Linked DNA regions of Mus musculus: all the other regions are linked to region 3. The links are chromatin contacts, called in public HiChIP or PLAC-seq and promoter capture Hi-C maps. All regions are on one chromosome and are shown on one strand. The core of a region is the stretch at or near the end of the contact, and the rest is flanking DNA. Distances in the headings are between cores, read along the strand shown.

The links. Promoter capture Hi-C pulls out the DNA fragments that hold promoters and counts their contacts. HiChIP or PLAC-seq counts read pairs in DNA pulled down with a chosen protein or histone mark.
Region 1: an H3K27ac HiChIP or PLAC-seq map of acute myeloid leukemia shows a contact between it and region 3, with 7 times the contacts expected there. The contact joins the enhancer-like site here to the promoter of Dffb in region 3. A contact is called at or near these places in 3 of 39 promoter capture datasets (the C10 cell line and liver), 1 of 15 datasets of contacts at CTCF or cohesin (large pre-B cells), 2 of 115 datasets of contacts at active chromatin or transcription factors (acute myeloid leukemia and large pre-B cells) and 1 of 9 other capture datasets (liver).
Region 2: a promoter capture Hi-C map of hematopoietic stem and progenitor cells shows a contact between it and region 3, with 2.5 times the contacts expected there. The contact joins the promoter of AW011738 here to the promoter of Dffb in region 3. A contact is called at or near these places in 3 of 39 promoter capture datasets (the C10 cell line, hematopoietic stem and progenitor cells and pre-B cells).
Region 4: a promoter capture Hi-C map of erythroid cells shows a contact between it and region 3, with 4 times the contacts expected there. The contact joins the promoter of Sdf4 here to the promoter of Dffb in region 3. A contact is called at or near these places in 2 of 39 promoter capture datasets (erythroid cells and pre-B cells).

What each region holds. Positions count from the first base shown.
Region 1 is chr4:151,960,316-151,967,192 of GRCm38.p6, reverse strand. The region is part of intron 4 of Dnajc11 (DnaJ heat shock protein family (Hsp40) member C11); the gene reads right to left. Among named protein-coding and RNA genes, the nearest start is that of Thap3, 25 kb to the left of the region's middle. Within about 2 kb of position 4,157, at least 25 of the 459 cell types and tissues checked have an H3K27ac peak or open chromatin away from gene starts, as enhancers often do. A contact at or near this core is called in acute myeloid leukemia, where this site is marked.
Region 2 is chr4:156,201,362-156,207,395 of GRCm38.p6, reverse strand. AW011738 (expressed sequence AW011738) reads right to left here and starts at 4,112. Exons shown (of 1, transcript NR_030671.1): 1 at 1,368-4,112. It also overlaps a transcript of Perm1 not described here.
Region 3 is chr4:153,970,395-153,976,918 of GRCm38.p6, reverse strand. Dffb (DNA fragmentation factor, beta subunit) reads left to right here and starts at 1,838. Exons shown (of 7, transcript NM_007859.4): 1 at 1,838-2,052; 2 at 2,224-2,350; 3 at 3,951-4,139; 4 at 5,259-5,338. The coding sequence starts at 1,930. Cep104 (centrosomal protein 104) reads right to left here and starts at 1,358. Exons shown (of 22, transcript NM_177673.2): 1 at 1,322-1,358.
Region 4 is chr4:155,990,096-155,996,919 of GRCm38.p6, reverse strand. Sdf4 (stromal cell derived factor 4) reads right to left here and starts at 4,077. Exons shown (of 7, transcript NM_011341.5): 1 at 3,586-4,077; 2 at 402-731. The coding sequence starts at 724. B3galt6 (UDP-Gal:betaGal beta 1,3-galactosyltransferase, polypeptide 6) reads left to right here and starts at 4,242. Exons shown (of 1, transcript NM_080445.4): 1 at 4,242-6,824. The coding sequence starts at 4,304. The coding sequence ends at 5,281.

The sequences.
Region 1 (6,877 bases), core at 2,908-5,407, 2.0 Mb after region 3:
GCTAGGATGACAGGAATAAGCTCATGGACCAGGCTGACACCATTTTTAGATTAAAAATGATCTTGTGTCAGGCAGTAGTGCCACATACCTTTAATCCTAGCACCCAGGAAGCAAAGGCAGACAGCTCTCTGTGAGTTCAAGGCCAGTCTAATTTATGGATTGAGTTCCAGAACACAGAGAAACCCTGTTTCAAACAACAACAACAACTCCAACTATGTTGTTACAAGGTCAAGGTAAGTCCATTCTTGTTTTCTATAAAACTTTGGTTTGATCATGTCTTGATCTATTTTCTGGAATTTGACATGTTCCACACCTATATCCTGACCTCCACCTTGATAAGAGTTCTGCCAAATAATTCTGAAATGTTTAGACAAGTTTCTACACAACCAAAATTCCTCTGGAAGCCTCAAAGCCTTGAAAAGCCCCAAGTCTCTCAGTGTTTTGGACTATATGAACCCCACTTCTCCTGTCTTCATGCTATTTTCTCAAACCCCACTTGAGGGAAATAGTTCTATCTATCGGACAGAAGATAAAACGTGCATAATTTGACCGAAGAATCTGGGTCGGTCTTTACTCTTATTCAGTGGTATCACCTGCACCAACCAGCTCTGTTCTTCTAATCCTCCTGCCTGCACCCCAGGGGCTGGGATTATGGGGGTGCTACCACGCCTGCAGGATTCAATGTTTTGACAGATGATGACATTCACTGAACCATCGCCAAATTAAAGACAGGATGGTCCTATCACCCCAGAAGTAACTCAGTGTCCCCAAGAAGGGGGGCTGTGCGAGCACAGACTTACGACAGACATAAGTGACGGCCTCGTGGGAGCCTAACGAAGGAGCAAGGAAGAGGCCACTTGGGGCTGCAGAGGGCCATGGAGAGCTGCTGTTTGGAGCCGGATCCTTTAAAGCCTAGGATCTGGTTTAGTGGTGCACAGCCACAGCCCCAGCTGCTGCAGGCAGGAGGATCTTTTGAGCCCTCAAAGACACTGTAAGCAAACACCCTCATCCTGAAAATGTTTCTCCCCAACTCTGTGCTTTCAGAGGGCCTGGATAGCTCTCTCTTCTTGGCTACAAGGTGAAGGACTCCTTATGTCTCCCACATGTGCTGCTGCAGGCCTCAGAGCAGAGCCAACAGCCAATTCTGTACAGACCTGGTCTTGGTTTTGTTTTTGGTTTTTTGGAGACAGGGAGATCCACCTGCCTCTGATTCCTAAGTGCTGGGATTCAAGGCGTACGCCACCACTGCCCGGCAGACCTGTTCTTGCTTTTCTTTTAGAGACAGGGTTTTGCTTGCTATGTGGTCCTGGCTGGCCTATGATTTAAAACCCAGACTAGGGCTGGAGAGATGGCTCAGTGGTTAAGAGCACGGACTGCTCTTCCAGAGGTTATGAGTTCAAATCCCAGCAACCACATGGTGGCTCACAACCATGTGTAATGAGATCTGACGCCCTCTTCTGGTGTGTCTGAAGACAGCTACAGTGTACTTATATATAATAAACAAATAAATCTTTAAAAAATAATTTAAAAAAAAAGTAAAGCCGGGCGTGGTGGCACACGCCTTTAATCCCAGCACTTGGGAGGCAGAGGCAGGCGGATTTCTGAGTTCGAGGCCAACCTGGTCTACAAAGTGAGTTCCAGGACAGCCAGGACTGTACAGAGAAACCCTGTCTCGAAAAACCAAAAAAAAAAAAAAAAAAAAAAACAAACCTCAAACTAGCTGGTCCTAAACTTGTGGCAACGCTTCTGCTCCTTGAATGCCAGGATTACAGGCACAGGCCAACATAAGCAGCTAAGATACTTTGTGTTTGTTAAGTCAACTCTACTGGGAGTTCATTACAGCGATAAGACTCACACAGGAGTAGGAAACGGCAGAAAGGGTCTCAGAGGGTTGTCTGGGACCACACCATCTTCACCTTGTTGGCCTACCCATGAGCCAAGACTTTCCATGAAGTATTGCCACCAGCAACAGCAGCTTTGAGTTAGGATTCCAGATTGGAGCCTGGAGCCTGGAGCCGGGAGCCAGGAGCCGGCGAAGGTTCTTACCGCTGCCAAGCCTGACAGCCTGCGTTCAATCTCCAGAATCCATGATGGAAGGGAAGGAAGGGCTGAGCAGAGCAAGTGATCCTGACTTTCACACAGATGCACCACAGCCCTCCAAACAAAAATGTATTTACAGAAGATGGCAGAGCGGCCCTAACAGGTTACACTCACCTCCTTTAGGGAACCTATCCTGTGTCTTCCACCTAACGTGTGGGGAGCTGAAGCCCAGCAAGGCTCCCCATCCTCTCCCGTCAATGTCTTCTGACTTTACTGAGTCCCCTGTGCCCATGTACACACGCACGTGAAGAAGCCAGAGGAGGGCATCAAGTGTCCTGCTTCTCTCGACCTGCTCCTTTAAGGCAGGGTCTCTCCCGAGCCTCCTGTCACATGACAGTTATTTGGTGTGATTCCAAGCTTCACTGTGCTCAGTCCAGTCCACTCGGCAGTCACCACACACAGTCAGCAAGGCAGTTCAATCCAGAAGAAACCATGAGGCTTGCCAACCAGCCCCAGGAACCTCATGAGAAGTTCTTTGATGAGTTTCTCTCTATGAAGTCACCACAAGTGCAGCTCAACAACTCAATGTAAGGCGAACCAATACATGTGTGCTGTCAGCGAAGAACAGAGAGGCGAAGCAAAGTGACCCGACCTGGCGCTCCCACTGCTGTGGGGTCGTATTTATATTCTTTCTAACCATCATGTGTCCTTTCATATGTCCGTTTCAGCAAAACATCCTGTCACTTGTGTGTCCCAGCAAAACATCATCTGACAAAACTGACTTTCCAAAGAAGCCAGAAGTTTCCACTTCAATCCGTCTTTTTCTTTAATTTGGTATTTTTCTGACAATCTCTCACCTCACATGCCATAAAACACAAATAAAGGCAGCAGCTGCGCTGGCAGCTCCTGAGAACTCTACGGCGTCTGCTGCTTGGTGACGGGTTGCTGTCATGACACATTCTTCAGACAGTATTAAAATCATTAAAAATTATTAACATATTAATGCATTTCATCTTCTCAGAAATCTATACTTACAAGTCTTTGCTCTCCCTCCTTCCTGGCACATGCGAGGCAAGCGCTCCACCACTCAGCTACCTCAATAACTCCAGTCATGGCTGGAGACAAGATCTAAGTTGTTCCGGTTGGCCTTGAACTCTGACCCCCTGAGCACTGAGGACTATACAGCAGAGCTGTAAGCCTGGCTCAGACTTCCTTCTTAAATTGTCATTTATTATTTTTTAGGTTTTCTTCTTTTGAAACAGGGTCTTCTTGCTACTCGCACAATCCAGGACAGTCTTAAACTTAGATAAACCCTCCTCTGTTCCTGCTTTCCAAGTGCCCACATTAGAGTGACATGTCCCCAACCCTGCTGAGGCGGGGTGTGTGTGTGTGTCTGTCTGTCTGTCTGTCTGTCTGTGTCTGTGTGTCTCACTGTATTGCTCAGGCTGGCCTAGAGTTCCTGGTCAAGCCCCTTTTGGTCTTTGGGATCAGAGGTGTGTGCACCACTCGCTCAGCTCTAAGAGCTGGTCAGTCTTGAAACACCAAGGGATTTGCAGTCACTGAAAACAAAGGAATATTCCAAGACACACCAGTTTATGAGGGAAAACTAGAACCACACATGTTCTCTGATGGTTTGAAAGAGATCTTGAATGCTACTGATAGCCTTTTGGCATGTCAATTTAGGACAAGGGAGAGTCTGTAAGGTACAATTGGCACTTGCAACTAGTTAAAACTTGTATTTCATTCTGGAGTGGACCGGGTTAGCCCACAGGGTTAGTGTCTACACTTGATGACACATCCAATAGATCATAAATACAATTTGCCTTAAAATCACCAAAGACTGTTCTGAATGGAGGCAAAGACAATGCCCACGAACAACACCTCCATACTCTAACATGAAGACATTTTAAACGGAAAAATTATTTTGGAGACAAAGAGTTTTATGTAACCATAAAGGCTTTGAATTTGCTATGTGGATGAGGCTGGCTTTGAGCTTCTAATTCTCTTGCCTTACTTCTCAAGAGCTGGAATTACACCACCATGATTAATATTAACCTCCTGCCCCCCACCCCCCACAACACGTGCATAACCACAATTTAAAAAGAAGGAAGGAAAAGCAGGGTGGAGGCGTGGGTGTGACCACTGCTGGTCAGGCATAAGAAACTGCTTCATCTGGGGACAGTGCTGTTTGGGGGAGCCTAGATATGCAAATCAAGGTGAGTACCCAAGAACTCACATGCTGAGAGGAATTCCAAGCTGGCTCAGAGCTGAAAGGAGAAGATGCCAGGTCATACCCAACTCTGGCGGCTACACCAGGCTATCCCAGGTGAACAGAGGCTTGCATGCAGAAGCCATTACCAATTCTGGGCTTGTTTGAATGCTGAAATACTAGCTAGCTCTTGGGAAGCTAAGGCAGGAGAATTGTAGTAAGTTCCAGACTAGTATGAGTTACAAACCGAGTTCAAGGCCAACCTGATCTACCTAGGTACCCTTGCTCAAAAAGAAACCAACCAACCAACCAAGCTTTCTTCAACATACGTGAGTGGTAAGACCCAGACACCATCTGACTACACCTGCAGGGAGGTGTCAGCCCAGTGCTAGCCAGTGGAGTCTAGTCAACCCCAGAAATGATGAGAACAATTCAAATTGTGGCAGGCTGAGGATATAGTTCGCTTGTAGAGTCTGGATGTATAGGGCTCTAGATTCCTTTTCAACAATTCTACCACCACAGGTGCAGGCCAACTGTTGTGGACATGACTTTAATCGCAGCACCACATCTGGGTCTGAAAGCTTTCAAATAGTATATACTCAGCAAGGCATGATGGTACAGGCCTGAAATCCTAGCAATCGGGACAATGAGACAAGAAGATCATGATTTCCAGGTCAGCCCAGGCTATAAGCAAGACCTTTTATAAACAAAAGCACAGACACGAACTCCACACTGACAACCAAGTGATGATTCAGCAGAGGGAGAGTAGCCATTAGAAACCTAGAACTGCGCTGCAGTCGTCACTTTCAGCTGCCCTGCTGCTCTTAAGGCACAATAACTAAGAACTCCAACTGGTAACTTCAGACTCAACAGCCGTGGCGCTGACCCAAATCTATGGGAAACAATAAACTGGAGAGGTGACACGAGCCGAGGACAAAGCTGAGCACGGTGACAACCCGACTGATGAATTAACTGTCCTGGAAATGGCTACTCAGGTCACCCTGAGTTGACTGAGGTGTCTTTTCATTCCCGAGGGCCCAGATGCTCTTTAGTCTTCAGGAAATACACTTGGCAGACAGTGTGCTGCAATACCAGAGTAGGAGGGTTTCTCCCCACGTGCCCACAGGCTGCAGCTTAGCAGCAACTATTCACTTCCAACACCGTAGGTTTTCTTATGACAAGTCACAGGTTTGAGAGGAGCAAAGTTACACTGAGTTCTGACAGGCTCCAGCATACACGACTAAAGCAAATATGGACCACTGGACACCCGACCGAGTGGTCAGATGTCTGCTGAAGCTTCAGGCTAAGTGTGTGTACCCTAAAGCATACTTTTGTAAAAGCAAAAAGGCATTTACAAAGAACAAAATCTTTTTAACCTCTACCACCATTTTTAAGCCACAGACTTGGTTCTATATAGCTCTGGCTGGCCTCAAACTCCACCTGTCTCTACCTCCCTAGTGCTGGAATTAAAGGTGTGTGCCAGCACAACTGGTCACAGTTTTGGTAATTTTGTTTGTTTGAAAGGAGCCCTAGATGGCCCGAAAAGCACAATTAATCTAGGCCGACCTTGAACTTGTGGCTATCCTTCTGTCCCTAAAATCAAACCAATAACCTTGCATTCTGTCTTTCTGATACCCAGCTTTCCATCATGAAGCCGTCACACTTAAAGAGGAGAGAGCACACCTGGGTACTCAGCTCTGGAGCGGGCTTGTGTGTTGCTGAGCTCTAGGCAACCGTTCATGGCTGACTTTATCTGTATGTATATATATATATATATATATATATATATATATTTTTTTTTTTTAATTTAATTTAATTTTAATTTTTTTTTTTTTTTGGAGATAGGATTTCTCTGTGTAGCCCTGGCACTCTATAGACCTGGGTAGCCTCAAACTCACAGATTTCTGCCTGCTTCTGCCTCCTGAATGCTGGGAAAGGCGTGCACCAGCATGCCCAACATCAAAACATTCTTCTTTTGAATTTTACAAAACTCAAAAGGAAAGCGCCACTCTTAGCTCTAGGCTGCACACTACAGAATGGGGTGCAGTTTGCTGACATGCTGTAGACACAATGGCCACCAGAGAACCAGGTGACAGGTAGCCAGCCCTCCCACAGCAGGAAGGACTCCTGGAAGCTGAGCTGCCATGCAGCTGGCAGAGCGAGATCCTTGACTCAGACCTCTGTAACACTGGGTGTGTATGGGCTGAAGATCCACCCCGCAGTAAGGAGATTAGCACTACCCTCCCCAATCCCCCTTGAGGCTGGTGATAACTAGCCTATGGGGCTCCACCCAGGTTTCTGTTTATTCAGCCAAGCCACTCAGGAGAATGTGCCAAGTGCACCCAGCCAAGAGAGAGCTCCATTCACAGCCATGTGCATGGTCTCCTGCTTCTTTTCCCTTCGCTAGCCACCACTGCTCCTTCCTGAGAGAAACCACAGCTGACAGACTTGTAGCAGTCTTCACTTTCTCATTAATGGTTATCTCTTTGAGACAGATCCTTACAATTTCAACAGTGACTCTTTATTAACTGAAAGCCTCCCAAAAGGCAATGTGGTGACTCGGTCCCCAGCTAGCAGCACTGACTGAGGAGGCTCAGGTGTCCAGCCTGGTTGGAGGGATTTAAAGTC
Region 2 (6,034 bases), core at 2,863-5,362, 2.2 Mb before region 3:
CCAGAACGCCCTTCTTCTGGAAGAGGTCCTGTAGCTGGCCTTGACTACTTTATGGGTTCTTCTTTCTTCCACCTTTTAACGCCCTAAGACTAGATAAGAGAGAAAAAAGGATATAGAGGAAAGGAAAGCGCTCTCTGAATAAAGTTAGGGGTTGTAAAGGGGTTATGTTATGGTTAAACTACTTCCTGCTAATTAGGGGCATTGAGTTCCTTAGGGCAAGTTTGATCTTTACCGGCAGGATATATAATTGCTTTTTTGTGCACAACTACTTAACAAACCTCAACCAACAATGACCAACAACAACCAACAAACAATCTACCCTGCCACTCAGGGCCCTAGCATTTATATACCATCTGAAATTCTCCAGAATTCCAAATGCCACACAACCACAGAAACTATCTGCAGCTGGCAAAATCATGCCTCTACTAGAGCACAAGGCAAGTCATAGTCAGCTGCTGTGAAGCAGCCCCACACCAGAGAGTAAAACAAAAACATATTATTATACTATTTCTGTGGGGCTTTTTGAAAAGATTTGTTTATCTATTTCATCTATGTGGGTATACTATCGCTGTCTTCAGACCCACCAGAAGACAGCATCGGATGCCCATTACAGATGGTTGTGAGCCACCATGTGGTTGCTCGGAATTGAACTCAGGACCTCTGGAAGAGCAATCAGTGCTCTTAACTGCTGAGCCATCTCTCCGGGCCTATTTCTGTGTTTTTTAAGAAAACCGAAATTCCGCCGGGCTTGGTGGCGCACGCCTTTAATCCCAGCACTCGGGAGGCAGAGGCAGGTGGATTTCTGAGTTCGAGGCCAGCCTGGTCTACAGAGTGAGTTCCAGGACAGCCAGGGCTACACAGAGAAACCCTGTCTCGAAAAAAAATCAAAAAAAAAAAAAAAAAAAAAAAGGAAACCGAAATTCCAAAGTTGTTACTACAGGGCCAATATGACCCACTTCTAGTGCTCTCAGTTGACACTTCTTCCCTAGGCCACACCTTTTCCCCCCACCTCCTGAAGGTGAAGTCTAGATATAAGTACCTCCCCTTTCCTTGAATACCCTTCTGCAGTGAGCAGTTCCCCACCTCCCACACAGACTCTCCTGCTAAGAATATCCTCCAGTTCGTTCCTTAGTACCAATGTCCTCCCTGCCTCAGGTCTGAAGGTTACAACATGTATCCCACATGGCACGTATTGTTCAGGATCAATTGCTCCAGCTCCTGGAAATCCAGGAAGATTAAAAGCAGTGGGAAAAGCAGGGATGACAAGTTTAGCAAAGACTTCTCCAGATTTCTCCCCGGCATGTACAGCGTGTTTCAAGACTCTCCAGGGATGGCCTATTGAACGAGGTGGTAGATCAACCTGTTTTAGTTACTTGCTTTACTTCATGGTGGCTTGGGTGCAGCTTCCAGACCACTCACAAGATACTCTACGGGCTTCACATCTCACACAAGGAAATCATAGCACTCACTCACGAGCAACTCGAGGATCAAGAGGCATAAACAGCATAATGGTGACTTTGTGGAGTATGAATGTCCTAGCCTTTGTGCCTGATATTTTCAATAGCATCCAGATGCCAGTGATCACGATAATGCAGAAAGAAACTCCAATCTTCTCCCACCGGATGTGCATCAGGTCTTTGACTCCTCATGAGTCTCTCTCGAATGTTGAGTTTTGCCTCCCAACTACTTAATTCCCAGAAATAGTGACTCCGAGACTTATTTATTAATAAATGCCTGCCCTACAAGCTTTGGCTCCTTCCTGCTAACTCGTAACTCAGTTATCCCTTTTATTCTAACCTGAATTCATCTGCATGGCTGGTTCCTCTCCTTGTCTTTTACCTCCATCTCCTCAGCATTCTGATGAAAATCTCTCTTGTTCCTGACGAATTCCCAGATTCTCATCTCTGCCAGATGTCCCACCTCTTACTTTCTGCCTCAACTCATTGGCCGTAAGCGTTTTTATTGGCAGATGACGCTTCCATACAGTTAACAACAGACACTCTGTATACTCTGTCTAGGGATGATGTGTCCTTGCCAGCCTGTCCTGCAGGAATCCCTGCCTGTGTTGCAGGAAGGGAACTGGAGTTGGGAAAGGGAAGCTCAACTTGGCTAGAAGCTGCTATCTTTATGTTGAACCATGAGAATAAGCAGAATGCAAATAGCGAAAATTTAGGTTTCATGGCAGACAAGGTCAGCTCTCCCCTAAGTGCAGCACAAATCAACACAGATCACCTTTCAGGGTCTGGAGAAGAGTATGAAATTTATTATTATTTCTTTTAAAGACAGGGTTTCCCTGTGCATCCCTGGCTGGCCTGGAACTCACTGATCTGAAACTCACTATATAGACTAGGCTGACCTCAAACTCACAGTGATTCACCTGCTTCTACTTTCCAAGCACAGATTACAGGCATGTGCCACCATGCCCAGTAGTACCAGGGCTAAGGAGATGGCTCAGGGGGTAAGAGCACTTGTTCTACAAGCATGGAGGACTGGGTTTAAACCCATGTAAAAAGCTAGACATGACTGTCCTGCCTGGAACTCCAGCACAAGGAATAGGGGACAGACATTGACAAATTCTGAGAGCTCACCTTTCAGCTCAATGAGAGATTTCTTTGGTTGTTTTGGTTTGGTTTTTGAGACAGGGTTTCCTGTGTGGCGCTAGTTGTCCTGGAACTTGATCTGTAGACCAAGCTGTCCCCAAACTCAGAGATTTGCCTGCCTCTCCCTCCTGAGAGCACTGGGATTAAAGGCATGGATCACCCTCACCACCACAACCCCGTCCCACCATGGTTACAACCCCACCCCACTCCTGGCAGAAGTCTTGCTGTTTGCCCATGGATACATAGTAGCACATGCATACATCACAATCACACACACACACACACACACACACACACACACAGTTATTTTTTTAAATCAGGAACCCCCCCCTTCCCATACTTCTCCCCAATCACCTTACTGCACCGAGACAGCTTGGTGACTGTCACCTTCTTGGTTGCCCCCTATTGGGGTCCATATTATATCCCAGGGTAGTTGCAGACTCCAACACTAAGCAAAGCAAAGCCAACCCTGGAGTGTGAGGGGACACATCCCCATCCGTATATCCCCGACTAGAAGAAGGGCTTGGGAAACGATCTGGGTCAGGGATGCCAGAGCTAGGAAGCGGTGCTACTGAACCATATGGTTTAAAACCAAACAAATGCGCCGTGCGACTGTAAATACGCATTCTCTGGTGCAAGCCTGCAGTCGTAAGACAAGCCACACTTCACCGCGGCCACAACCTCCAGGTTCAGCTCGGGCCCAGAGACCCGGTTCTCGAGTGGGAGGAGGTACTGGAGTCAAACTTCTGCAAATGCACCACGAAGGCGGGAGGCGGGCCGGCTCCTGGTTCCAGCTGGGACAGGCAGGCGACCCCCTCACATCCTGCCAGGAAGCAGATCGTCTCGGTGAGACACTTTCTGAAAGAGCCCAGAACTTGCCCAGGGTCTCAGGCTCGGCAAAGCCATCTTGCTGAGCTCTCAGGGTTAGGATTAGGGTTAGGGAGCTGCAAGCGCGGGAATCTGTCCCTGTCCCGCACACAGCTCACCTCCACGCAGTGACCCCAGCTGTCACCGGGCCGTGTAGGCGCTGCAGATGTCTTTTACGCTCATCTCCAGGATGTCAGCTGTCCTCGGTTTTGTGAGCTTGGGAGCCGTGGAGGCGGGAACGCAGGACGGGTGGCAAGGCAGAGAGTTACCCTTCCCTCTGAATCGTGGGCTCTGAGTGAGGGCCACAGAAGGCCTGGGAACCGGGCTTCGCCCCGGCCTCCACTCACATCCTTCCTGCGCCCGCGGTCGCAGTGACGGTCGGGAGCAGAGCCAGGCTTGCACTGACGCGCGCTCGCCGCCCCTTCTCCAGCTTCCAGGACTTTTAGGTAGAGCCGCGCTTGAATCCGGTGTTCCGTTGTCCCTCGCTCGACTTTGCGGGTTTTGGCAGCGTTGCCCACTGGTCTGGGGTCCAGGTCCAGCTAGCGAGGGCTGAGACGCTCGCCCGGCTTTCCACGCTGTACCTGGCGCCCCGGTGCGCACCGCGTGGGCGAGCGCCTGCGACACCGAACCCGGAGGCCGAGCTCTGAGCGCTTAAATACGGCGGACGGGGGGGGGGGGGGGGGAGCGGCGGGGCTGTGAATCCTTCTCGACTTCAGTTCCCACACTCCTCCCAGCCAATGAAGAGCCAGCCTCCAGCCCGGCCTGCCGCCCGCCCTCTCCGGTTGTTACGCGTAGCCGATCTCCGGCTACGAAAGTGAACCCGACGACGTTGCATCCGAGAGGTCTCGGGTTAGAGTGGGCGGGGCGGGGGCTCCTGGCTCACTTAGTTTTGGAGAAGAAGCACCAGAGGGTATGGGAGGCAAGTCATGAGCACCTGGTAGGAAATCCAGAAGGATATTTCTCCAAAAACTAGAAAGCAAATCCTCAGGACTGTGAAGTCAGGACCCACTGAGGCTCCTCACACAGCCCTACCCAAGACCCGAGCAGGATCAAGACAGCCACTTGTCTCCTCAGCCGAACAGCATTTGCTCATGGGCAGCGTTGTTTCCAGCAAGGAGCCTGAAACTAACACAGAGGTCTGGGAACAAGCTTGGGTAGAAAGATGAACCAACACCAGACACCGAGACTAGAGAGGGGTCAACTGGTCCTGGTCACCTGATAAGTGACATCAACTGATATCACAGGGCAGCGGAAGGACGACTTCGTGCAGTGTAAGGATAAGGATATCAGTGGTGACAGAAACCAGATGGGATGATGTCATGGTGCCAGTGATGTATCCTGAATTACCCCACCGCTAAGTTCAGCCAAGAAGAACTCAAAAACTTAGGGCAAGTGAGGCACAGCCGCACGTGCCTTTAATGTAGCATTCAAGAGGCAGAGACAGAAAGAGCTCCGTGAGTTCGAGGCCTGCCTGGTCTACAGAGTAAGTCCCAGCACAGCCAGGGTTACATAGTGAGACCCTGTCTCAAAACACACACACACACACACCAAATTTTTTTTCCAAAGGAAAATAAGAAAAACAGGGCCATTATTATTTTAATGGTTGCTATTGTTTTCATTCTGAGTTACACTGCTATACATACAGACATTTTGTACTCAGGTTACTAAGCACAGCGTAGCCTGGCAGCTGCCTCCATTCAATGGAGGTGGCCTGAGACCACAGGAGGGGCTAGACACCCTACTGGTGGTCCTACTTCTTTAATTTTCTTTAAATATTGGGCTGGAAAGATGGCTATGTGGAAAGTGATTGAAGAAAACATTCAACATTAATCTCTGACATGTATAAGCACACATATGCATGCATATAAGCAAAATAAAGAAAGAAAGAAAATTTATATATTCAGTTCCTTCTTCTAAATTTCTAATTTCCTGCACTCACATATACACAATCCCCCCCCCCCAAATACACTGTATCCACATAATTAAAACTAAACCTTAAAAAAAAAAATCTAAGCCAGGCAGTGGTGGCACATACCTTTAATTCCAGCTCTTGGGAGGCAGAGGCAGGCAGATTTCTGAGTTTGAGGCCAGCCTGGTCTACAGTGTGAGTTACAGCCAGAAGGACAACCAGGGCTATACAGAGAAACCCTGTCTCAAAAAACAAAAAACAAACAAACAAAAAAAAAACAAAAAAAAAAAAACAAAAACAAAAACAAACCAAAAAAACAAAAACAAACAAACAAAAAAAAAACCAAAACTGAGTACTAAGTATATAACTCAATTGTTAGAGTACTTACTTAGCATGCATGAAGCTCTGGGTTCTGTTCCCAGAACTGCAGAAAATGGCACAGAAGATGAATCACTAAAATCTCAGAACATGAGCAGGAGAAACAGAAGGACCAGTTTAAGGCCAATTTTAAAGTGAGTTTGAAGCCAGCATGGACTACATAGCAAAGACTACTTCAAAAACAAACTCATCTGACTCAATGTATCTTGATGTGAGCAATACTTTGTTTGTTCTCTTGGCTTTTCAAGACAGAGTCTTGGTGCTTGTTCTGTAGACCAGG
Region 3 (6,524 bases), core at 589-3,088:
TTAGCACAAGAGGGCAGCACGGTATGAAGGATTACTGGATTCCACCCTTCTTCCTTATCTCTATTCCAGATGGGTACAACTGCCCGTTCAACCTATGCTCCTGTCAAGACAAACATTCTTTAAATCCAACTTTGATCACCCCTCTCCAGGTCTTAATTTTAAAACCCTAGGCAGCCCCATTGTAGGAGTAGAAGTGCTAATTATGACCGGACACCTTGTTTCCCCAGTCTCCATTCTTGTCTTGGATTTTTTTTTTGTTTGTTTTTATTTTTGGGACAGAGTCTCTTATTTAGGCCTGACTGGCCTAGAACTTGTTATGTAGTCTAGACTGGCCTCAAACTCACAGAGATTCTCCTGCCTCTGCATCCCAAGTACTAGGATTAAAGGTATGTGACACTATGCCCGGTTATGACTTGAATTCTAGAGAATAGTCAAATCTAACGAACTTCTCCAGTGCCTTGACCAGACCCTGTGTCTTCAAGAGCCCGTGTCAGGTGTGGTAGTGCATGCCTTTGATCCCAGAACTTGGAGGATCTCGGAGTTTGAGGTCAGTATGGTCTATATGTAGTAGTTCTAGGGCTACACAGTGAGACAGTCTCAAAAAAAAAAAAAAAAAAACAAAAACCAAAAAACAAGCAAGCAAACAAACAAACAAACAAAAATCAGGTCTGTCTACCTCGTCTCTGTGGTGCATAGAACAGAATGTTAACAGCAGATACAAGTGTATGCCCAATAAAACTAAAACAAAGTACGGGTACTGAAGATCCCTGCAGGAGGGCTGTGGGGGCAGCGTGGCCAAAACACTGGGGCCTCAATAAGGACATCTACAAAATGTACATTTTCAGCCGATGCACTCACTGGAGCCCTTCCACCTCCTGTTCCTTCCCGCCTCACAAAGCCCACCACAGATCTGGATCTGTGCAATGCTGTGTTACTAGCTGGTTACCACAGGCGGCTGGTGTTCCAGCTGCCACTAGGGCAGCCACAGCCAGCAGTGTCAATTGACATTTACCCTAGCATTGCTTATAAACTAAGCCCCAACTCTTCTATTTTTGGTTATGAACTTACCCTGTCATCTTTCCAACCAGAAACCCGAACTCAATGTAGCAACTTCCAAACATTTTGTTACAAGGATATGAAAAGTGTTTCCAGTTTTCTTTTCAAGAAAACGTAAATGTTACAATATTAAGTAATGATCTGGGGCCAAGTAATTTTAAGGACTGAGAGTGCTTTAGAGAATCTTAACGCTTAAAAAGCACAACAAACCAAACCCAGCGAACAAACAAAACCCCCAAACGACACGGATCGAAGTGTAGCCTACCCGGAGCCAGAGCTACAGTCTTTAGTCTCGTGGCAACTGCTCCTGTTCAGTAACGCATGCAGACGAGGACAAGGCGGGGCTCGAATCCGATTCCGGACACGAAGGCTGAGATGCGCTGCAGGGAGGCCTGGAACAGGCACTGGCCGCGCAGTCCCTCCAAGGCCAGGTGTCAGGGAGCCTCCGCCCCGGGTGCCTGCCGAAGACCGAGGCCACGCAGGGTCACAGAGCGCCGCGGAAACGACCAGGCGGGGCCGCTGCGATGTCGGCCTCCGCTATCTTCGGAGGGGTCTCGGTCCAGCCGCCCCCACCCCGGGCCTCTGAGGAGGGCAGCAGAGGAGCAGCCCGGGCTGCCTCTGCCCAGGGCCCGGGCCGCAGCTGCGCTCCCATAGCAACCAGGCCGGCCCGCGCGGTACGCCTGCGCGTCCGCCCGCCGGCGCCTGCGTGCGCATCCAGGCCTCGAGGATTCTGGCTGGGGACAGGTCCTGCAGTCGGACGTTTCCGGTTGCACCTACCTACGTAGAGAAAAGAGTTCCGGGCCGCGTCTACGCACCACAGTTCCGGGCAGGAACGTTACAAGTCCAGTGTCGCTACGGTACCGCAGCCCTGCAATGTGCGCGGTGCTCCGCCAACCCAAATGCGTCAAGTTGCGAGCCCTACATAGCGCCTGCAAGTTCGGCGTGGCGGCCCGGAGCTGCCAGGAGCTGCTGCGTAAGGGCTGCGTCCGCTTCCAGGTGGGTCTTGCATTCCGGGCAAGCACTGCGCGGCGGGCACCTTGGCTTCCACCCCTACGATTTCCATCCTCTTGGGTGGGCTTGGACAGGCGCTAGGCTTCTACAGTACGCAGAGCTGGCTGTCTGGAAGCCAAGACTGTTGTGGGACAAGCTGATCTTCTTGTCCTCCAGCTCCCGATGCCCGGTTCCCGGCTGTGCCTGTACGAAGATGGCACGGAGGTGACGGACGACTGCTTCCCGGGCCTTCCCAACGACGCTGAGCTCCTATTGCTCACCGCTGGCGAGACCTGGCATGGCTGTGAGTAGGAACACTTTGGAGATGGGAGGGACCTACACGGTTTAAAGCCTCGTCGAGGGGCCCGGGCAGGAACCCAGAAGATCTGGTTAAAGGCTCTGAATGCCAAAAGCTTTTGCTGAAGAACTTTGATTTTAATTTTGAAACTGCCAAGGGCAAGGGAAGGATTGAGACTGGGGTCGGTGCTGCTGTGCTGTGCTGTGCTGTGCTGTGGTGTGCTGTGCTGTGCTGTGGTGTGCTGTGCTGTGCTGTGCTGTGCTGTGCTGTGCTGTGCTGTGGTGTGCTGTGCTGTGCTGTGGTGTGCTGTGCTGTGCTGTGCTGTGGTGTGCTGTGCTGTGCTGTGCTGTGCTGGGTTGGGCTGGGCTGGGCTGGGCAGGGCAGGGCAGGGCAGGGCAGGGCAGGGCAGGGCAGGGCAGGGCAGGGCAGGGCAGGTCTTGGTTCCATTCACTGTTGCTCCGGGCTGTACTTCGACCAGTGTGCTGAAATGCTCTCAGGTATCATGGTTTTCATTCAGGCTATTCTAGGTAGGTGTGATGACAGATCATTGTAGTCTTAATCCGAATTTCCCTGGTGGCTAATGGGATTGGGTATTATCTTCCTATTTACCACTTGAAGGCACTCTTCAGAGAAGCGATTCTTCGCGTTTTTTGTGTTTCTTAGTCGGATTTATAAAGCTGTTTAAATATTTAGCCCCCCCCCCCTCCAGAATATCTTGGTTATGACTTCGATGTAAGATAGTGTGGTTTTCAAATATCTCCCGCTGTGTAGCTTTTCACTGTCTTTATTGAAACTGAGCTCCAACCACATAGCTAACCGGCCTTGCTCTTTCCATGCTCTGTACTAGAGCAAAAGGTTCAGATTTGCAAGGGAAATGGGGAGGACAAGGCTACATGTGGCCGAGGCTGGTCTAAAACTTGTGATTCTCCTGCCTCTACTTCCCAACTGCTCACATTCCAAGCTCGTGCCCCCAAAACCAGCTTCCAGAGTTCTGACCTTGATAGATCCAGATGATCACTTCATGGTGCATTTGCTCCAGGAACCTCTTGTCAAGTTCTGGCTGTCTGAGGTTTCTTCCTGCAATTTCTGCATCCTTTGGTATCACAAGAACTTACTTCTTCAGCTTGTTAATAACACAGTGGATCTCACTGAGTTCTGAGTACAAACCAGACTTGCAACCTCATTTGGCTGTGGCCTGTGCTTTTTAAGTGTTACTGAATTCTGTTTGCTCCTGTTTGGTTAAGACCCTCTGTAGAATGCACTTGGTGTTTAGTTTGATGGGAAAGCTCACCATAGGCACTTGTGCAAAGACTCCAAGGAGAGGGCTTGGGAGGTCTGAAAATGGGGTCCTAAGGAGATGGCCAAAGGAGGTGACTTGGTATGGAGGAGAGAAGGACAAAAGACCAAGTGTGCTGCTTTTCTAGGATACTACAACCCTCGCCTGACAGAAGGTGGCCAGAGGAATTGTAGTATCACTGCAGTGGGGGGTGTCAGGTCAGGGAAAGGGTTGGTGACCCCAGAGTCCTGATGTCTGGCAGTCTTTGGGTTGAATTCTTGGAGCCAGAACAGCATGAATGTGTTTCTGTTTGTCTCCTGGTGGTGACAGATGTGAGTGACATCACACGTTTCCTCAGTGTGTTTAATGAGCCACATGCCGGCGTCATCCAGGCTGCACGGCAACTGCTGTCAGATGAGCAGGCCCCACTGAGGCAAAAGCTGCTGGCCGATCTTCTGCATCACGTGAGCCAGAATATTACTGCAGAGACCCGGGAGCAGGACCCATCCTGGTTTGAAGGTATGTGGCCTGGGATGACCATGGTGGCCAGGGTGTCTGGAGCAAACAGAGAAGAGCCTCTTTGGAGCAGAGAGGCTCAGGGAGATCTCTGTCTATTTCAGATCCCAATACTTCTCAACCAAGGGTGGACTGGCCTCTGGAGTGAGGGATAACAAAAGGTGTCCATGGGAAGGTATCCAGCCAGGACTCCTGGCTTGAGGCAGTGTCCTGGGCAGCCTGGAAATGCATGGAACTTAGAATTTACCACCTTACCATTTGAGAGAGAGGAGAGAGAGTTGGGGAAAAGGACAGAGAGAGAGAGGAGGAGGGAGAGGAGGGAGAGAGGAGAGAGAGAAGGAGAGGGAAAGAGGAGAGAGAGAAAGGGAGGGAGGGAGAGAGGGAGGGAGGGAGAGAGAGAGAGAGAGATTAACTGAGTAGCATTCTCAGGAATACCATTCATGTCCTTTAGACAGAATCTTGGGGCTGGAGAGATGGCTCAGTGGTTAAGAGGTCCTGAGTTCAAATCCCAGCAACCACATGGTGGCTCACAACCATCCGTAACGAAATCGGATGCCCTGTTCTGGTGTGTCAGAAGACAGCTACAGTGTATTTACATATAATAAATAAATAAATCTTAAAAAAAAAAAAAGAATCTCATTGGCTAGAGCCTATTGAATAGGCTAGACTGACTGGCCAGCAAACTTCTGGGATCTCTCCCATATACTTCATATCATCCCTAGGTGATTTAAGGTACCTGATGCAATGTAATCCTGGGAAAGTAGTAGTTGGCTGGTCTCTACGGAATAATGGCGAGAAACAACTGCCTAAGGAGATGGCTCAGCGGCAGTGCTTGCTGCTTAAGAACGATGATCCGAGTTTCGATCCTGAGCCCCCATGTGAAATCCAGGAGTGGTGGTACTTGTCTAACCTCAGTATTGGGGGACAGAGCCAGGCAGATACCTGGGGTTTCCTGGTTGGCCAGGAGAGCGCAAACAGTGAGCTCCAGGCTTAGTGGGGAGTCATAGAGAAAGACACCCAGTGGTGACCTCTGCCCTCTGCATGTGCATGCATGGGTACGATGCAAACCATGAAAGTGGCCGTAGTCTGCCTGTGGATTTCAGGGCGTCCTCCTTCTTGCAGGTTTGGAGTCGAGATTCAGGAATAAGTCGGGCTATCTGAGATACAGCTGTGAGAGTCGGATCCGGGGTTACCTAAGAGAGGTAAGGCCACATTCAGGTCATGCCGTGAGTGCTCAGCACAAGATGGGGACCCGTTGGTGGGGTTGTCACCCCTCTGCTGATGCATATCTGTAAGGTTGCTACTAAGTCAGCAGAAGGCACCTTAGAGAGGCAGGACCTTCCTGTCCCGTGCGTCTGGTCTCTTCTGCACTTTAGTCTCTGACCCCTTGTCCAGCAGGCATTAAAACCTTTCTGGGCTGTGTCCTTTGGTTAGGGTCAGAGGCCTCAGCCTTAGCTCTTCTGTTTGACAGAGATCCTGTTGTTTTAGAGTAACATCAGCTTGAGTCTTATGCAGAACTTAATGGCAACTGAGTTGTGATGTGAACTTAATTCTATTACGGATTTTTCCTGTGTCTCCTCCATTGTCCCGATGACATTGCCATAATTGGGCGGTAGTTTCCCCCCAGTACTCTCCTTCTTTTTCTCTGGGAACATTGCAGTCCTCTGACCTTGTAAAAGTGGGACACAGGACTGAAGATACTTGCTGTTTGGGGTGTTTTGTAGATTGGCTCTGAGTCACTGGGACTAGGTAGCAAGGTCTCAGCTCTTGAATAGATATAGCCAGTGGCTCCAGCACAGTTATGCCTGAACTCCAGGAGGACGCTGTCCTGGTGCCCTGAGCTCCAGGAGGAGGCTGTCCTGATGCCCTGATACTCTGCCTGGCTTCCTTTTAGTGAAGACATGGATGTTAGTGAGGTACAGAGTGTTAGGAGCCAATCTATAGTGCGTGGAACCTGCCCATTCTGGGGGTATGAGGCACCCATCACTGGGCAGTGGTTCACCAGGTGAGCTTTTAGGCCTTTCTGCACTGGGCTCCACATGACTCCCTTCATCTGGATAGGATGAGCAGTCTGGATGGTTTGGGGAAGCAGCTCAGCTCTTGGGGACCTTTTTTCCCTGCTCTTCTTGTAGGCAAATTTATCAACAGGAGCTTGGGTAGCTGCATAGTAGTTGGGCAGTGTCACAGGCTTAGGGCGTGCCCATCTGTCTGTCTTGTACACTATGCCATGCTTAAGCGAGCTTCTGCTGAAAGCAGACCCTTCGGCCGCGTCCTTCCTTCATGATCACGCCCCACCAAGTCTTCTGAGCTTGAACTAAGTGTTAGTGTCTGTGGGGAAACCTGACATGTGCATGTGTTCACAGAGCCCCCTGATGTATTGAAGCTTTC
Region 4 (6,824 bases), core at 2,828-5,327, 2.0 Mb before region 3:
TCTCTATCTGAAATTATAACATGCTAGGACCACTTACTTTCCTTTCCACTTGGCCTGGCTTTATGCTTTTCAACTGATAAAGTCTATAGTTGGAACAGCCATACACAAAGTCCTTAAGAGGTGGGGCAGGGGCAGAAGTCTACCTTGAGGCCTTCCTGGCTATGATGGCGGAGGCATAGCTAAGCAGCCCAGCTTAGGCCCTCCAAGTCCTTTCAAATTCACCCTTCCTAGTGCTGTAACCCTTTAATACAGAGTTCCTCATGTTGTGGTGACCCCCAACCGTAACATTCTTTTCATTGCTACTTCATAACTGTAAATTTGCTACGTTATGAATCGCAATGTAAATATCTGTGTTCTGGATGCCTTAGCATGCATTTGCAGAGGACACAGGAGACACTTACTTGGAAAAGATGACCATCAGCTTCCTCCGGCTTCTCCGTGGCTCTGAGTCTTCATCAAACCCATCCATGTCCTTTCCCAGGAAAACCTCCTGATGGAAGTCCTTGTTGAGGTGTCCATCCATCTCCAGCTTCACCCCATTCAGGTGGTCTGGGGGCATGATCTCATTTTCCTCCCTGTTAGCCGCTCTTTCCCGAGTAGATGAGTGGTTGGCAGGTCTAGCGGTTGCATCCATCAGAAGGACAAGGCCCAAGAACCAGAGGCCATGAGCAGCTAGACCACAGAGGGAACTCTGCCTGGGCGTCATTGCCACCAGCCAGACCATGGGACTCCTGCAAGGTGTGAACCGAGAGCTGGAGTAAGAGGTAGCAAGGAAGAAAGGGAAATCACAGCTCAAACTAGAGCCCTGGATACTACAAAGTCTCTGGGTTACTAGCACTGCCAGGAAAGCTGAAGGCTGATGGCTGGCTCCACAACCTGACAGTCTACAAAGACAGACAGACCAGGCCAGGGGTGATGGCACATTCCTTTGTAGCCAGTCTTTGCTACTTTGTGGGTTCTTCTTTTTCCCATCCTTTATCTGTCTCTGGTTTCATCCCCTATCACTAGATAGGAGAGAAGAAGGATAGAGGGGGGAGAAAGAGAGATCTCTGCATCTAATTTTTTTCTCTTGTTTCTTCTTTGAGAATGACTACTAGCAAACCATAACCAACCTCCCTGAACACCCACCAATCACACCTCTAGGTGCCCTAGCATTTATATATCCTCTGAAAAGTTCCCAGAATTCCAAATGTCAATCAATCGCAGAACATTTTCTATAGCTGGCAAAACCACGCCTCTGCTACAGCGCAAGGCAAATCACAGTCAGCTGCCATGGAGAGTCCAGAGCAGCCCCACATCTTTATGCCTGGGATTAAAATGGAAGCACACCCTTATAATATTTGTGATTTTTAAAGCAACCAAAATTCCAAATTCTCACTATCAACCTTTAATCCCAGCACTTGGGTGATAACCAGGGCTACACAGAGAAGTATTGTCTCAGGGAGAGAAAAAAAAAAAAAAAAAAAAAAAAGACAGACCACCACAGTTAAGTGGAAGCAAATGCTTCACTAAATATATTTATTTCATAACATGATTTAATAATCAGGACCAACCATATATTCCAGCAGGATATGGTGACATTCAACTTTAATCCCAGCACACAGGAGGTGGACATGGGTGGATCTCTGAGTTCAAGGCCAGTCTGGTCCACACTGTGAGCTCCAAGCCAGCCATGGATAAACAGTAAGATCCTATCTCCAAACAAGATCCACACACAAGGGGCTAGGGATATATATATATATATATTATATATATATAGCTCAGGCAGGGGTGAAACACTTGTCTGGTGTGCTCAAGTCCTAGGGCTGATCCCAGCACTACCGGGGGGGGGGGGGGGGGGGGAATGAAGAAGAAAAAGTGAAAAAGGAAAACAACAAATGATGTTTTTACTTTTTAAAAAAGAAACTGGAGAAATGTACTTGGCCAGGCTAAAGTTGCAGCACTTCCTGTACCCTAACCCCACACACCAACAACACAACAACGTAAACCTGACTCCATTCCTCCCTAATCACTATTCCAGTGTGTATTGGACGGCTGCGGTCACTCATTCTCCAGACCCCAGCTTGACCACAGAGCTCTGTGACCTTGGTTAAGGCATCTGACCTTTGCTGTAGAGAATCTATTATAAGCATCACCTGTCAATAAAAAAGCCTATGGTTAATGAGCTAAGGCAGAGAATAGGAGGTGGGACATCTGGCAGGGGTAGAGAGAATTCTGGGAAATGCTCAAGGATTTGCCCCGGAATGATGAGGAGACGGGTGTAAGAATACAAGGAGAAGAAAACAGGCATGAAACTCAGGAGTTTCATCTTGTCATAGCTTCTACACATATCAGTTTCCAACCAGTAGTAAAAAGGAATGCTAGTGACACCTGTAGTGGAGGTGACAATGATACCCCTTGATTTGCCATCAATCGAAGTCAGATGGCATTCTATTTGTCAAAGTCACAACTGTTTTATGATCATTTGTTAATCTCTACCTGGGCCTAATTTCTAAATTAAAATTTGCTGTACCTATAACAGTCTACTCAGGACTTAGTTCCACCTAGGTTTCAGGAATACACAGGGTGGCTGGGGGAATATCTGTACTTCTTTGCCATCCTTACATTATAATTCTGATGAAATCAAACTATATATTTTGTTTCTTTTGCTTTTTTGTTTTGTTTTGAGACAGGGTCTCACAATGAAGCCTTGGTTGGCCAGGAACTTGCCAAGCAGACTGACTAGGCTTGCTTCGAGTTACAGGCAGTAGACTCAATAGTTCAAGGCCAGCCTCAGCTACATAGTAAGTTCAGGCAGGCTACATGAAACCCTGTCTGGAACCTATCGCTAACAACAACAAAAGAGGAAAGGGAAAAAAAAAAAGACCACCAAAGTCTAAAAACCAACAGTGTAAAACAGCCCAAAAGCTGGTAGTGGACTGATGATTTAGCCCAGTAGTAGAGCCTTTGCCCAGCATTTACGGTGCTGGATTCGATCTCCTCCAGCAACACAAAAATAGGAATGTAAAGAAATAAAGCCTGGCAGGAAGAAAAAAAAAAAAGTTAAGTAAAAGAAAAGAAAAAGCCTTTAATTCTAGCACTAAGGAGGCAAAGGCAGGCGATCTCTGAGTTCCAGTGCAGCCACTCTGGTCTACAGAGTGAGCTCCAGCACAGCCCGAGCTACACGGAGAAAGCTCGCTCGTCTCGAAAAACGTCAACAACAACAACAGTAAGTAAAAGCAATGTCGGTTTAAGAACTACGCCGAACAGTACCGGAGAAGAACGCCCACCAACCCGGGCTGGGCAGGAAGGTTTTACCCAGGCCTTCCATTTCCAGCTCACACTACTAGAACTCATGGCGCACGTTTTACCAAAGGGGAAACCGAGGCAGAGATGCTGCTGGACCACAAGTTGAGGTCACAACGCCAGCCGGTAACAGAGCCCCGAGCCTCAGATCCCCCGCGGCAGTGAGTTCCGGAAGCAGCAGCCGAGGAAGAGGGCGGCCCGCGGGGTCGAGCCGGCTCAGACCTGGCGCGATTCGAACGCTACCCGAATGGCCTCCCAAGCCCGCCCCTCGCACGGCGACTGCAGGGACCCCTCACTCACCCCGGCTTCTGATGCGCCGGGTCTGGGCGCCCGCCAAGTCTTACGCAGAACTCGGCTCAGGCCGCCGCCATCTTTCTTCCGGGAAGGGGCGAATAAGACAACCGGGAACGGTGGGGAAAAAAACACCCGGCCTCCGGTACGAATCTCGAAGCCGCCATCTTTCTTATGGGCGGAAGCAGCCTCTGCGAAGCAACCAATAGGAATGGCGCGCGGGGTCACGTGTCAATCATTCTGGGCCCAGCCCTATCCTTCAAAGCCGCCCTGGATATCAGCTCCGGGGAGTCGAAACCCCCAGCCACGGTGCGCCTCGGGGCTCCTCCCACGTTACCAGGCCTAACCGGCCGCGCCAGTCTCCGAGTCGCGCAGGCGCCTTCCAGCGTCCGAGTCGAGTCGCGCAGGCGCCTTCCAGCGTCCGAGTCGCGCAGGCGCCTTCCAGCGTCCGAGTCGCGCAGGCGCCTTCCAGCCTCCGAGCCTTCCAGTCTCCGAGTCGCGCAGGCGCCTTCCAGTCTCCGAGTCGAGTCGCGCAGGCGCCTTCCAGTCTCCGAGTCGAGTCGCGCAGGCGCCTTCCAGTCTCCGAGTCGCGCAGGCGCCTTCCAGCCTCCGAGTCGCGCAGGCGCCTTCCAGCCTCCGAGTCGCGCAGGCGCCTTCCAGCGTCCGAGTCGCGCAGGCGCCTTCCAGCGTCCGCGCCTGCGCTCCTCGGCGGCCTCTCGCCCGCAGCATGAAGGTATTCCGGCGCGCTTGGCGGCACCGGGTGGCGCTGGGCCTAGGCGGCCTGGCGTTCTGCGGCACCACTCTGTTGTACCTGGCGCGCTGCGCTTCCGAGGGCGAGACGCCCTCCGCTTCCGGAGCCGCTCGGCCCCGCGCTAAGGCCTTCCTGGCGGTGCTGGTGGCCAGTGCGCCCCGCGCGGTCGAGCGCCGCACCGCAGTGCGCAGCACGTGGCTGGCACCGGAGAGGCGTGGCGGACCCGAGGACGTGTGGGCGCGCTTCGCCGTGGGCACTGGCGGCTTAGGCTCGGAGGAGCGGCGCGCTCTTGAGCTCGAGCAGGCGCAGCACGGGGACCTGCTGCTGCTGCCCGCCCTGCGCGACGCCTACGAGAACCTCACGGCCAAGGTCCTGGCCATGCTGACCTGGCTGGATGAGCGCGTGGACTTCGAGTTCGTGCTCAAGGCGGACGACGACTCCTTTGCGCGCCTGGACGCTATCCTGGTGGACCTACGCGCACGGGAGCCCGCACGCCGCCGGCGCCTCTACTGGGGCTTCTTTTCCGGGCGCGGGCGCGTCAAGCCGGGAGGTCGCTGGCGAGAAGCAGCCTGGCAACTCTGCGACTACTACCTGCCCTACGCGTTGGGCGGTGGCTATGTCCTTTCTGCGGACCTGGTGCATTACCTGCGCCTCAGCCGCGAGTACCTGCGCGCGTGGCACAGTGAAGACGTATCGCTGGGCACCTGGCTGGCACCAGTGGATGTGCAACGGGAGCACGACCCACGCTTCGACACGGAGTACAAATCTCGAGGCTGCAACAATCAGTATCTGGTGACACACAAGCAAAGCCCAGAGGACATGTTGGAGAAGCAACAGATGTTGCTGCATGAGGGCCGGTTGTGCAAGCATGAGGTGCAGTTGCGCCTTTCCTATGTCTATGACTGGTCAGCTCCACCCTCCCAGTGCTGCCAGCGCAAGGAGGGCGTTCCCTGATGTCACTGCAGGTGCCGGGGTCTCTCCTGACACAGGCCAAGCATCCTGAACAATCTGATAAATGATCTGGGCTGAGCTTGGTTTATCCAATTGCTGTTGAGACCTTGGGACTGATGGCCAGAGACAGCTAACAATGTCTAGTCCACTGAGGGTGCCATTAGTGGTCTGGTGTAAGGCCTACCCAAGGACATCTGGTTATGAATGTGGAGATTGCATCTGAGCGCGTGCGCGCGCACGCGCGCGCACACACACACACACATGCACACACACTGACCATGTAATGCCACCTATCAGCCATCTGGAGTGTGAGGGAAGGGCCTCCTCACTTGATGAGTTTAGAGTGCCCTCATTCTGCAAACTCTGCAGCTCACTGCCCATCTTGATTGTTCTGCACAGCCTCACCTGCAGACTGTGTTGAATTCATCTCAAAATGTTACTTGTCAAAGTTGTCTTTGTATTGTTCAGACAGAGTTCCATTCTGTTGTGTCTCCCGTTTTTTATCTTTTGTCATGGACAAGTATGAGGTTTGACTTGATTTTCAAGTCAACTAGGTTAGAATTTTTGTCTCAGTGGATAGAGGTTGATAAATATAATGCAGTTTGCTTAGACCTATTTATAAATATTGTATGCTTGCATAGATAAGAATTTACAGAGGCAGGCAAATCTCTGGGTTCAAGGCCAGCCTGGTCTACAGAGTGAGTCCAGGATAGCCAGGACTATGCAGAGAAACCCTTAAATTTTTTTAAGTTGGGAGTGCACGTCTTAATTTATTTTTAACTAAAGGAAAATACTTGTGTCAGATTTTGTATCTGTGGATTAATCTGTCAACAGCCTAAGTGGCCAACCCCACTTCTGGGTGTGTTTAAAGCATAGAAGAATATTTAAACTATCCATTTCTCTTTCAGGTTTACACATAAATCAGTCTTTTTGTGTGTGTGTTTGTTTCTGAACAGACATGACTTTTAAAGCTTTTCAGGGTGTGTGAGCGTATGGACTGTAAGGCACTTGGGATCAGAATGTCCACACAAAGTTTGTCTTTCAAAGTGGTTTATTCACACCAACAGTCTTTACAGTATCGGGCTAATATAAAAGTTAAGCAGCTGTCTCACCAAGCAGGTTCCACCGTGTGATCTCTGGGAATACATTTCAGAATACTTCTCAGCCACCACCCACCGTCAAGGCCTTCAGTTATCAATTGTGGCCGACTCCAAGGAGGTCCTTGAGAGTGTAAGCATGTGGCCAGTCAATGGCGGGCTTAAGTGGGCGGAGTAACAGCACCTGAAGTTCCGGGGTGACTGAGGCCAGGGCCACCAAGAGAGTCTCAAGTCCCTTAGGTATCAACATGGGAGGGTATGGAAGCCTTGTCACAGGAACATTGACAGTATGATCGATTGACAGGCCATCCCCAGGGTTCTCATTTCCTTGGGTTCACGGCCATATCAGTGCCACCTTAAGGTTAGTTCATTAGCATATCAAGGCCTATTCTGGACTGCAGGGTGGGCTGCCAGTGGATTTGCTTCTGAGGTGTAGCTCTTGTCAAAGC